Regions from separate parts of the Sus scrofa genome. Here regions 1, 3 and 4 are each linked to region 2. Evidence: chromatin contacts called from public Hi-C and HiChIP or PLAC-seq data. All regions are on one chromosome and are shown on one strand. The core of a region is the stretch at or near the end of the contact, and the rest is flanking DNA. Distances in the headings are between cores, read along the strand shown.

Evidence for each region. Hi-C and Micro-C count contacts between places; a contact is called where the count stands out from the background. HiChIP or PLAC-seq counts read pairs in DNA pulled down with a chosen protein or histone mark.
Region 1: an H3K27ac HiChIP or PLAC-seq map of alveolar macrophages shows a contact between it and region 2. The contact joins the promoter of PREB here to the promoter of SNX17 in region 2. A contact is called at or near these places in 1 of 5 promoter capture datasets (liver), 3 of 47 Hi-C or Micro-C datasets (heart right ventricle, liver and mesenchymal stem cells) and 1 of 2 datasets of contacts at active chromatin or transcription factors (alveolar macrophages).
Region 3: a Hi-C map of heart right ventricle shows a contact between it and region 2, with 3 times the contacts expected there. The contact joins the promoter of ZNF512 here to the promoter of SNX17 in region 2. A contact is called at or near these places in 1 of 47 Hi-C or Micro-C datasets (heart right ventricle) and 1 of 2 datasets of contacts at active chromatin or transcription factors (alveolar macrophages).
Region 4: a Hi-C map of skeletal muscle shows a contact between it and region 2, with 4 times the contacts expected there. The contact joins the promoter of SLC5A6 here to the promoter of SNX17 in region 2. A contact is called at or near these places in 1 of 5 promoter capture datasets (liver), 4 of 47 Hi-C or Micro-C datasets (heart right ventricle, liver and skeletal muscle) and 1 of 2 datasets of contacts at active chromatin or transcription factors (alveolar macrophages).

Annotation. Positions count from the first base shown.
Region 1 is chr3:111,990,790-111,993,637 of Sscrofa11.1, forward strand. It overlaps PREB (prolactin regulatory element-binding protein), which reads left to right and starts at 1,575. Exons shown (of 9, transcript XM_003125297.4): 1 at 1,575-1,939; 2 at 2,517-2,709. The coding sequence starts at 1,805. PRR30 (proline-rich protein 30) reads left to right here. Exons shown (of 2, transcript XM_021088424.1): 2 at 1-697.
Region 2 is chr3:111,780,153-111,783,134 of Sscrofa11.1, forward strand. SNX17 (sorting nexin-17) reads right to left here and starts at 1,393. Exons shown (of 16, transcript XM_021087689.1): 1 at 1,147-1,393; 2 at 609-683. The coding sequence starts at 1,209. EIF2B4 (a long non-coding RNA gene) reads left to right here and starts at 1,509. Exons shown (of 13, transcript XR_002342807.1): 1 at 1,509-1,638; 2 at 2,010-2,053; 3 at 2,297-2,432; 4 at 2,627-2,831.
Region 3 is chr3:111,604,100-111,607,137 of Sscrofa11.1, forward strand. ZNF512 (zinc finger protein 512) reads right to left here and starts at 1,731. Exons shown (of 14, transcript XM_003125288.5): 1 at 1,582-1,731; 2 at 1,004-1,062. The coding sequence starts at 1,611. It overlaps C3H2orf16, which reads right to left. Exons shown (of 1, transcript XM_005653049.2): 1 at 1,801-3,038. The coding sequence ends at 2,164.
Region 4 is chr3:111,918,046-111,920,765 of Sscrofa11.1, forward strand. It overlaps SLC5A6 (sodium-dependent multivitamin transporter), which reads left to right and starts at 1,258. Exons shown (of 18, transcript XM_021087700.1): 1 at 1,258-1,302; 2 at 2,398-2,464. ATRAID (all-trans retinoic acid-induced differentiation factor) reads right to left here and starts at 1,721. Exons shown (of 8, transcript XM_003125294.4): 1 at 1,464-1,721; 2 at 634-755. The coding sequence starts at 1,562.

The DNA of each region.
Region 1 (2,848 bases), core at 325-2,824, 210 kb after region 2:
CAATAAAGCCTGACCCTGCAACACTGGTTCTTGTGTCTTGCTGAGCAGATACAGTGCAGGAGGGCTCTACCTTCAGGGGGACCAGAACCCAACAAGGGGTGGGGGAAGAGTCAAAGGAAAACAGAAGGGCCAGGGAGAGTGGATGCCATGAACCTGAGGAGGGCAAGGGACCCACATGGATCTGAGATGTGCAGAGGGCTCTGTCAGGCCCTTCACACAATTCAATTCGGTGGACAGATAATAGCATCCTTAGAGATGAAGCCACTGGGCCCCCTCCTCTCACTGCACCTTAGGTTGTAAGGACTCAGGCCCATGTGGCCAGGGGAGCAGCAGGAGGGGACTCCTTGCAGGGAAGGGCAGGCCTAGCGTTCACACGAAGAAACATAGCACCCTTGAGGCAGAATGTTAACTCAGGTAGTCAGTGTAGGAGCATGGGCTTCCACGCATTCTGTGATATTAACATGTGTGGCTTAAGGGCTCCAGGGAGTAACATCCCCACAGCCCTTGTTTATTATAGGGAATGTACCTACCCCCAGATGGACATTAATCCCTAATCCCCCGTGACTCAGTTTACGGAAAGAAGAGGACAAAGAAACTCTGAGACTCACGGGACATTTCCATCCCTAGGACCCTATTGGACAAGGACTGACATACATAACTAAGCAAGGCCAATGGGAGAAGACCACATCTCTCTGGGCCCCACCTTGGTACCCCCCCAACTTTAAGGAATAAAACCCCCTATAGGACAATAGAGAAAGGGGGCTCCTCTCCCCCCTCCCAGCAACCCTGGGAGCGATCTACCTGCCTTTAATAAAAACTTTGCTTGCTTGCTGCCTGTGTGTTCGCAGAGTTCATTCTTTGACTGCCGTGAACAAGAACCCCGATTCGGGTATCATCTTTCTGGCATCACCTTCACTACCGTGATCAGAAACCCCAGAGACCCCTCGGAAGGGTAGGGGGCCAGGCCAAAACCTGCCCTGCCTGGTGGTCGAGTGGCCGCCCTCTGAGGGTATCAGAGGGGAGCAGCCCCCACCCACAAACCCCCAGCCGGAGGAGCAGGTGCAGAGCCTTCAGAATGGCCAGCACCCACCTCCGCCAAGGAAGAGGGCCGGTGTTGTTAGGGCAGGGAGCGGTTTTCTCATAACAGAAAGCGGTGGATTCCATGTTTGAAGCCAGGTCTGTTTTTAAAGTCCACGCTGCCTCGGTTAAGAGGCAGGGGACACAAGTCACATTTCCGGAGTGTGACCTGGGACAAAGACTTCATCTCGGGGGTAAAACGCAGAGGCTGCGCTTGACGAGTCTGCGTGTCACTCCTGAGGTGTGGACTGTCCTGATTCAAGAATTTCTTTATTGAAGGTTTATTCACGTCCCTGAACCTTTATTAGCTTCCCCTGCTGCTCCAGAACCACCAAAGATGCTTCCGTGAGGCGGGTACGTTCCCGCAAAAAGATGGCGGAACCCGTCGTCCCAACGCGGGCGGAGAACGGAATCCCGGCGCGGAGGTTCCGCCTGCCCGCGGCCGGCTAGTGCTGACGCGTATGGGCCGCCCTGCGCCTGCGCGGGGAGAGCGGGCTCGCTGCGCTTGCGCACTGCGCGTTGGCGAGACCGGGTTTGCCGGCCCGGGGCAGTGACAGGGATCCTTGTGTGTGGTTACGGTTTCGGCTTCCCGGTGGCAGGGAGAGGGGTCTGGGGTCCTCTGGCGGCCACAGGACCGACGTCAGCCGCGGCCGGAACCACAGTCGAAGGCCGGGCGCGGCATGTCCCGGGTGCCTCGACGCAGGCAGTGAGGCGCGCGGCGAGCGGGATGGGTCGACGCCGGGCGCCAGAGCTGTACCGGGCCCCGTTCCCGTTGTACGCGCTTCAGGTCGAGCCAAGCGCGGGGCTGCTCATCGCGGCGGGCGGAGGAGGTGCTGCCAAGACCGGTATAAAGAACGGCGTGGTGAGAGTACAGGGCCCCTGGGGCCGGGTCGCGCGCCGCGGGCTCAGGGCGATTCTGGGAGGGTCTCGGGGGCGGGCCGCACTCTTGCTTCGGACCCTTCCTCTCTCTCGGGTGGGAATGCTGGGCTTGCCGGGCGTCCCGGCGCGAGTTTCAGTCGAGAACTCGCTCACCGGTCAATTGAAAGACTCCTAAGGTAAAGTGAAAGCTGCACATAGCGCTGCCTAGGCAGGAACCTTTCGACTCAACCTCAGGCTCAGTTCTAGGGGTCTTATCCCGGCTTTTTCCAGGGTGGCCACCTGGGCTTGTCTGTCTGCCCTCTAGCAGCGGCGAGAGTGCAGCATAAACTAAGTGTTTTCACTTTTCTGGGCGTCAGCCTATTGTTCTGCAAACTAGAGGTGACCAGCCAACCTTGCTTGCTGTCCAGCCTCGTGAGGCTCAAAAAAAAAAAAAAAAAAAGTTGGAAAAAGTTTTGAAGTAGAAGGTGCAGTAAGCAAGGGGTAGGGCATCAGACCATAAGAGGAAAGTTGGCCTCGAGGTGCCCTCTGAGCCTTGCTCACCCTGGTTCCCTCTCCCACAGCACTTTCTGCAGCTAGAGCGGATTCATGGGCACCTCAGTGCCTCTCTGCTCCACTCCCATGACACGGAGACTCGCGCCACCATGAACTTGGCGCTGGCTGGCAACATCCTTGCTGCAGGGCAGGATGCCCGCTGTCAGCTCTTGCGCTTCCAGACCCAACAGCAGAAGGGCAAAAACAAGGCAGAGAAGGCAGGTGAGAGCCCCCTCTCTAGCTTTGGGCAAAGGGTTAAGTAAGATCTCTTTCGCCTTGGTCTCTGAAGAAGTGGGGGCTGGAGGCAGGGTTATGGTAGCAGAGGCCAGAAGCTCGAGGGTCACCCCTGGAGAGGGGGACC
Region 2 (2,982 bases), core at 143-2,642:
TCCATTTTTCAGGTGTGAAAGCCGAGGCCCAAAGAAATCAGGTAACTTGCTTAGGGCTGCACAACCAGTTATGAATAGAACCAGGACGCTGTACTGAGTTAAATACAGAGCTCACAATTTGGTGTGGAGAACGGAGAAACATTACATCATCGACACATACGGATAACTGGAACAGCTACACCCACTCAGGTGAGTCAAGGAACACAGAAGGAAACTGGTGAATGGTTTGTATGAGCAGGGAAGAGAGTTTCAAGTGGCAGCTCAGATGACAGAGGGAAAGTGCTTTGGCAGTGGAGCGGGGAAGGGTCGTCGGTTTCTCCATGCACGGACAAAGGCAGTGTACAGGCTGTGTAAGGAGGGGACCAAGAAGCAGGAAGGAGGATGTTAGTACAGGGAGGCGCAGTTAGAGGCGCAGATTCGTGGGGAGTCCCCTGGAAATGTCAGACGATGGTAAGATAAAGCACCAGATCCAACATGGCAGTGATTATGGTAGTGAGTAAAAGGGAACTACAGCCCCCGGGAAAGCGACGAGGGGGAAAATGGAGACACTGATGCCCAGGTGTAGGAAAGGGCTTGAAGCTGCCTCAAGGCAGGAGTGCTAGTCCCACCTGCTCGTGCAGCCCCAGGAGCTGACTGTAGCGCACTCGACAGTGCAGGACTCCATTCACGTGAATGTTATAGGCCTGAGGACACAAAAACAGGCAAGCATTTTAAGGTCGCGGTCTGGGCGACCCCCTTGAGAACCCTGGCCGGAAGTTGCCTGGCACAGCTCTGCCTGATTAAGGCGCCGAGATCTTCCGAAGGTTGCCAGTCTGTTTGCCCCGGAGCCAGGTCCCAAAGCAGAAGGACCGGTCCCGGGGAAACCCGGGCGCTCGGGCTGGAGTCTTCCTCCCCAAGAGGCCAGTGACGCCCACCAGAGTAGCCGCGGCCCAGTCGAGGGAGGTGACGCGGCGGAACAAAGGACCTACAGGAGCTGGGGAGACCTCTGGACGAATCTGAGACGTAATATAAGCTCCCAGCGAGGCCATCGGGAGTTGGCGGCCAGTGACCAGGCCCGAAAGGCGGCGGCCAGACCTCGGAGGCCGCTCGGAGGGCTCCGGCCCGTTATCCCCGCCCCTGCCCGGCCGGGCTCCGGCCGCTCCTCACCACGTAGGCGGAGCCGCCGCTGTCCCCGCTGCGGGACTCGGTTTCAGGAATGGAAAAGTGCATGTTCCCTGCGGCAGGGCCCGGCCGGGCTCCGAACTGTGAGGGCCGCAGTGGCTTTGCACGCTCGCCTCCGCTACTCAGCGCGTCCCCGAAGCTTCGCTCGCCATTTTTGGGCGGGGGGGGCGGCCGTTGAGATCCGAGGAGGGAAGGACTGGAGACGTCCGCTCTGGGGCGCAGCTTCCCGGGGAATCCTGGGAACTGTAGTCTAAAGGGCAAGAGCCTACTGCCGGGATTGGGAACCCAGGTTTGACTGGGCCCTTATCGCGACCCATAGCCCGGGCGGAGCCGCAGAGCACGTCGGGGCTTGTAGTCCTCTGGGTGGGGGAGCTGCGCTCCGCAGCTGTCGGCCTTGGGGGCGCTCTGGTCCCTGTGACTGCAGCGGGCGGAGCCTAGGACGGGTGATGGCTGCTGTGGCTGTGGCTGTTCGCGAGGGTGAGTGAAGGGGCGGCCGCACAAACAGGTACGCGAGCCGCCAGGCCCTGGGAGGCTACGGCTGGGCCCCGAGCCCCTCTCGGCCCTGTCGTTCGGTTCCGGCACCGCGCGGGAATCTGGTCCGCGGTGTCTCGGACGCACTCCGCCCTGCGCGTCGGCCTGTTCCTGCGGGAAGGGTGCGTGCTCTCTCCTCCCCCCGCCGCCTTTGATCCTGCTGCGCACTGCGTCCCCACGCGGATCCCTGGCTCACCTCCCGCCTGGTGGAGGAGCCGTGGTCATGCGGACCCAGCAGCCAGCTGCGTCGAGTACGAGCCCCTCTAAACCCTTCCGGAACCTCTCTGATTCACTTTGTGCCCTGTTTTCTGATGCAGACTCGGGATCTGGGATGAAGGCGGAGCTTGCTTCTCGGCCAGGGGTAAGTGAGGGTGCCCTCCCAAGCCGCCTGTCAAGCGCTACGCAGGAGGCAGTGTCAACTTATAAGCCTTATTGGTAATGTGACTGCGATCCTGGGGGAAAGGCTTCCATCCCTGTGGGCTGTTAGCTTGTAACAGGTAGCTGGTAAGAGTTAAGGAGCATTAGGGACCTTTTGGGAATCCTGTAGTGTTTATTCGTTTTTTGAAATGGTTGGGAAAAAGCAGTATTTATGTCTGTGTCTTAGGCAGGGGGGAGGGAGATGACCCAAGAAGAAAAGCTGCAGCTTCGGAAAGAAAAGAAACAGCAAAAGAAGAAACGGAAGGAGGAAAAGGGGACAGAACCAGAAACTGGCTCTGCTGTGTCTGCAGCCCAATGTCAAGGTGCGGGGGCTTTTTTAAAGGGCTGGGCTGTGGAGCTGGTAAAGGGATGTGGCGGGAGAGAAGAAGGGGAGACAGGACAAAGTTGGTTGGAACAAGTGAAGAGAGACAAAGTTTAGATAAACAGAAAAGAAGCTTTGGTTGGGGCATAGATAGTACCTGCCTGGAGCTTGGGCACCTCTTCCATCTACCCTTAGTAGGCCCGACCAAAGACCTGCCAGGACCGGACAGTCAGTTGGGCACTGCCAAGGAGAAAATTCCAGCAGGTCGGAGTAAAGCTGAACTTCGAGCTGAACGGCGAGCGAAGCAAGAGGCTGAGCGGGCCCTGAAGCAGGCAAGAAAAGGGGAACAAGGAGGGCCCCCTCCTCAGTCCTGCCCCAGCACAGCTGGAGAAACCCCTCAGGTATTTTCCCATCGTTTCAAGACCTCTGTTGGCTCTCCATTCCTGAGTTAGCTAGGGCTTCCCCACTGAAAAGCAGCTCTTCTCTCCCATTCTTCGCCTTGGTTCCCAGTTCTCTCCCCAACCTTGTCCTCCCCCTGTTTATTTTTATTT
Region 3 (3,038 bases), core at 481-2,980, 180 kb before region 2:
CCTAGCCTGGGAACTTACATATGCCGTGGGTGCGGCCCTAAAAAGCAAAAAAAAAAAAAAAAAAATTGATGCTCTAACCCCAATGATTCTGATTCTGATTAATAGATGAGGGCCCATTAATCTTCATATTTCTTAACAATTACCCACTTGCTATTCCATTAAGTCCTTTTACACGTTCACATTCTGTTCTTTCTTCTGGCAGAAAAACAAAAACGAACCATTTCCTTCCTGCTAACTGCATTTTCCTGGACTTTCGAGTCTATTTAGGAGTGATCTGCTCTGGCAACCCTTCTCTTCCAAACTATCATTCCCCTTTCCCAAAGGCTAAATTAAATTCCTTTTTACAAAAATTTAATTACACTGTATTGTATTGATCTTCTTGCCTAGGTCTGTTAAACTGTTCTGTGTTTTTTACGTCTGTATATCTAACCAACCACCGCTGGCACATAGCAGACATTTAATAAATGTTATATGAATTAATTCCTTCCAATTAGTATCTCATTAACGAGAATCTTTTTTGTATTAACACGTATGGAAAAGCTTAGCACATTCAGTACATAACGTAATAAACCAGTCTTGAAACCAAGTAGTTTGAAAATATAAGGATTTCTTACAGTCCATTTTTATCGATTCTTCCCAAGTTCATCAATGTATTCATGAGTACATATATGGTGACATATGAAGAAACGCAGTGGGCTACAGTGAGTCACCCGTCCCGATTTTATAATTGGTACTTTTTTTTTTTTTTTTTTTGGCAAGCTAAGTTTGCAATCAGGTGGCCACGAGCCACAGGTGACTACTTAAATTTAAGTTTAAATTAAACACAACTTAAAATTCAGTTCCTCAGTCACACTAGCTACATTTCAAGCATTCCAAAGTCATACGTGGCTAGTGGCCACAGTGCTGGACAGTACTGATACAGAACACTTGAATCATCACAGTAAGTTCTACTGAACAACGCTGGCTACACAATTGTAAAACGATCGCAGAAAACCTCACTTACTTCTTAGCTCCCACGATTCTCGCGCTCCTCTGCTGCTTAAAGGATGTGGGTCCCGGGGTCTAGCAAATTGCAAGCACATGAGTGAAAGCTAGGGACCTCTGCTCCTTGACCACAAAAAGACGGCTCCCCCCTGTGCCAAGAAATGAATCTCTCCCGGAGGCTACTACCTCAAACAGAGGGCAAGACTTTTTAGGAGAAGTGTGCCTCCCAATCTTCCTGCAGGGTCAAGGCAGGTGACAACACCAGAGCCTTCATCTCCCCCCATTCTCAAAGCCCTGTCCTGGGGCTCTAAAAGGGAGGCGGAAAGAGAGGACAACGGATATGGGAGGCATTGGGGATGTAAAAGGAATAGAGACTAACGGTAATCTGACCGGGAACTGAGTCCAAGGGGGTGGGGAACAGGCAGCACAAAGTGGGGGGAAAAAAGAGGGGACCGGGTAGATCTGACCTAGAAGGGTGGGGCCTACGATGAGCTCTGATAAAACCAACTGTGAGCAGGGGACAAAAGCGAGGGGACCGCGTGTGGAGGGCTCGACAGCGCGACCCCTAAGGCGGAACGGTCAAACCGAGAAACTCACGGCGGGTACTGCACCGAGTCTGGAAGACATCACTCCCTCTCCACGCCTAACAAATTCACCCAAGGGCTCCGGCCAGATCAACGCCACTTCCGCTCTCCTCTCCGCTCCCGGATGTGGAGTCGGCGCCGCGAGCCCGGCTCCGAAAGTCTACTTCCGCCTAGCGGCTTCCGAGGGGGCTGCGCGCAGGGGCGAGTCACGTGACGAGCCCTCCCCCTTCTCCCGAGACCCCGCCCGGGGACTGCGCTGTGGGACCTGGGAAACTGGGTGGCTGCAGTGCCCTGCCCTCTGGTTCTCTGTATTTGCACGACCCCTTCTCCCTCTCCACCCCCCAATGCTCCATCTGGCACGACGAGTGGTCTTTCCAGATGCACAGGGAGATCACTTATTGCCCCTTTATTTATCTTAGGGAAATGGCAGACCCGTTCCCAACCTCCCTCCCCTCAGGTAGACGTTAGAAGTTCGCTGTGGGCACTGGAAGTGGAGGCCGGGGCTGAGCAGGAAAGAAGCCGGGAAAGGGCAGCTTGGTGGAGACTTGGGTGAGGCAATGAATGAGGGGGATAGGTCTCTTCCCATCTAGGAGCGTCAGGCCTCCCGATTTGCCCTACTTTGGGGTGTTGTGCTGTGGTCTCTAGGAGACATGTTTGAATTACTCTTGAACTCTTTATACAGATGATGTCTGGGCCTCGCCCTGGGAGAGCTGTGCTTGAGTCTCTCAAGGGGACTGAGGTGGATCCTCTCAGAATGACTATGTCCACTCCTCTCAGAATGACTGTGCCTGCTCCTCTCAGAGGGCCAGTGCTCTCTCCTTTCAGAAGTGCTGTGTCCTCTCCTCTCAGAGGGACTGTGACTGCTTTTCTCAGAAAGACCACGACTGTCCCTCTCAGAGGGACTTCGACACCTCCTCTCAGAGGGACTGCGACACCTCCTCTCAGAGGGACTGCGACACCTCCTCTCAGAGGGACTGCGACACCTCCTCTCAGAGGGACTGCGACACCTCCTCTCAGAGAGACTGCGATGGCTCCTCTCAGAGGCACTGAGATGGCCTCTCTCAGAGGCACTTTGATGGCCCCTCTCAGAGGCACTGCGATGACTCCTCTCAGAGAGACTTCGATGGCCTCTCCCAGAGGCACTTCGATGGCTTCTCTCAGAGGCACTGAGATGGCTCCTCTCAGAGAGACTGCGATGGCCCCTCCCAGAGGCACTTCGATGGCTTCTCTCAGATGCACTGAGATGGCTCCTCTCAGAGAGACTTCGATGGCCTCTCCCAGAGGCACTTCGATGGCTTCTCTCAGATGCACTGAGGTGGCTCCTCTCAGAGAGACTTCGATGGCCTCTCCCAGAGGCACTTCGATGGCTTCTCTCAGAGGCACTGAGATGGCTCCTCTCAGAGAGACTGCGATGGCCCCTCCCAGAGGCACTGAGATGGCTTCTCTCAGAGGCACTGAGATGGCTCCTCT
Region 4 (2,720 bases), core at 8-2,507, 140 kb after region 2:
GGTTTGATCTCTGGCCTTGCTCAATGGGTTAAGGATCCAGCATTGCCGTGAGCTGTGGTGGTCACAGACGCAACTCAGATTCTGCATTGCTGTGGCTGTGGCCTGGGCCAGTGGCTTCAGCTCCTATTCAATCCCTAGCCTGGGAACCTACGTATGCCGCAGATGAGCCCCCCCCCAAAAAAAAGAGTGTATAGGGAAAACTACGCAGAAGCTAATCTGCATAAAGAGACAAGAGGAAGAATTTGCCTTAAACACAAACAGGAATTAATAAGAAAGAGAACAAAATCATATCACATAGTGTCCTGGAGGCCAAAGAAGTCATTTCTTGGAGACACATAGTAAATGAGCCAAAGAGCTGATAATAAAGAAAGAATTTTTTTTTTAAACAAAGCCATAAAGACTTTTAAAAAAGAAAAGGCAAATATTACGACATTTACTCATTTCAACCAGGAAGCGCCACAGGGTAGTTTACTTAGCCAAAAATGCTATAACAGATTTAAAGTCTGAGACTCATAGTTTAGAGGCCTCCAAAATAGGTACCAATAGTTATCCTAAAAGCCAATCAGGCAAGCGTTGAAGAATCCAGTTTGGGAACTCTTTTCCAATATCCAGAGATGTCTTCTCCTTCCTCACCCCAGGATGGTGCCCTTCCCATTCAGGCAGCAGCGGCCTTGCAGCATTAGCTCTGGTGTCTGTTTACAATAAAGGGCCACTTCTGACAAATTTTGCACATCCCCTGGACACTGGATGCATATCTGCAGAAGAGATAAAACTATTAGGACTCCAGAAAGAAAAGCCAAGGGAAAAGAACAAAAACAAAAACAAAAACAAAACAGGGACCAAAAATTAACTGCCAGTCTAGAATTCCTCTAACTCAGGGCATAGACGTGTCCTACCTTTACGTCAGATTTACTAGAAGACAGCGTTTCTGGAGCCAGGTGCCAAAACAGGGCACCAGAGAATTTCTGTACCAGATCTCATCCAGGGAAGGACCTCATCTTTGAGAATTACTATTGGAACATATTTATTATGCCCTCTCCAATGACTTCTCAATCTGCCAGCCGCGATTTGACCGGGTATAAAAGGACTGCAGGTACACAAAGATCTCATCAAGCATAACAGAACGTACAGTCCAGCCACCGCAGGGTATACGGCGTTCGTGCGTCGTGATTTTGCAGAATAACCAGAGGACTTGTTGGTAGAAAGAAAAACTTAAAAGTTACTCAAACATTGAGGAGGGAGGAGGTCAAATTTCAAAGGTCTTTGGACATCGGCAGCGCGGAGGCGCTGGGAGACAGCAGCGTGAGTACTCCGGCGTGGAGCCGTGGAGCCGACTGGGTTACGCTAGGGAGGCCCCAGGGACGAAATCCGGGCTGCGGGCTGGCAGGGGAGAGGCCAAGAGGGGAGAGCCGAGGGCCGGCGAGCAACTCTGTTTCAACCCAGCCTCTAATTTGCTTCAGTACCTCGGGTAACGCCAAAGCCCTTGGCACGCTCAGAACGAGGAGCAGGGCTGCAGCCCGGGGCACCAAGCTCGAGGGACTGCGGAAACCGGGACGGGCCATTTTCTGCTCCCTCCGTCCTTCTCAGCTGATCGCGAGACTTGAGCGTGTGGCCCCGCCCCCACCGCCTCTGGCCCTTCCCGGGGGTGTGGCTAGTTGAGCGGTCCGTCGGCCCGGCCAGTCAGCCGGCTCGGCCAGTCCGCCGGCTGGGGGTTGCCGTAGCGCGCGGAGGCCAGCGCTCTTCTTTGTGGGCCTTCGTCCTCCTTTGGGGGGCCAGACCGCCCCTTCTTTTCCCTGTTACATGAAGGCTCTCCCCACGACCGCTCTCTCAGCCCCGCGTTCCTCCAGCCTGGACGCCGAGGTCGCGTCGCCGCAGCGCCTTGGGGCCGATTCTTCCGCCCTCAGTAAACATGGCGGCGCGGCGGGGGCGGGCAGGGGGCGGGACCCTGCTGTCACCCGGCCAGGCGCGGCGGGACCGGCCCGGACCCTCCTGCGGAGACCCGGCAGGTGGGCGGGACGAGGGCGGGCCGCAAGGGGCTGGGCCGGAGCATAGAGGCTCAGGAGAGTGGCGTAGGGAGGGGAGGGGCGGGAGAGAAGGGGCGGGATGAGTCGGCCCCGAGCGTGGTGGCCCGGGAAGATCGGAGGTGCCCCGGGCGAGGTGGTAGTGGTCCCGCCGCCTCGCCTGTGGAGGGGAGGAGAGAAGCTAGAAAGTAAAGAGGGTAAGGGAGATGGAGGAGCGAAGGGCTAAGGGCAAACCCCCTGGGAGGAGAGGAGCCTGGGGACACCCGAGGCACGCTTTTTCACCTCCGTCCTGAAACCACGCGGTGTCTGGTGCCCTGGCAGGGAGATAGGGGAAGGCGAGATGCTTCCCTAATTCCTCATCTTCTTTGTTTGCCAGAAAAAAAGAGTGATGCAGAACTCGGGAAGAACCACGGGACCTTCTTAGCCTTGGCTGGGCGGCGGAGGTAAGGGTAAGACGAGTGCTGTACCTGGTTGGCCCTGGGGCCTTGACTGAAGGGCACCGAGAGTGAGAGCGAGCCGTGTGCTGGGAGGGACTGAGTGTTGGCTTTGGTTAGGGCCATCAGGAGTTCATCAAAGCTAACCAACGCTTATCTTAAGGAGCCAGGCTTCCCTTCCACCTAGCCCCAGGTGTCAGGAAGCTTCTGAAAGGATTTCCTCTCAGAGGGCTGGCACATTTTCTAAGGCTTTTGTAGTTACTAG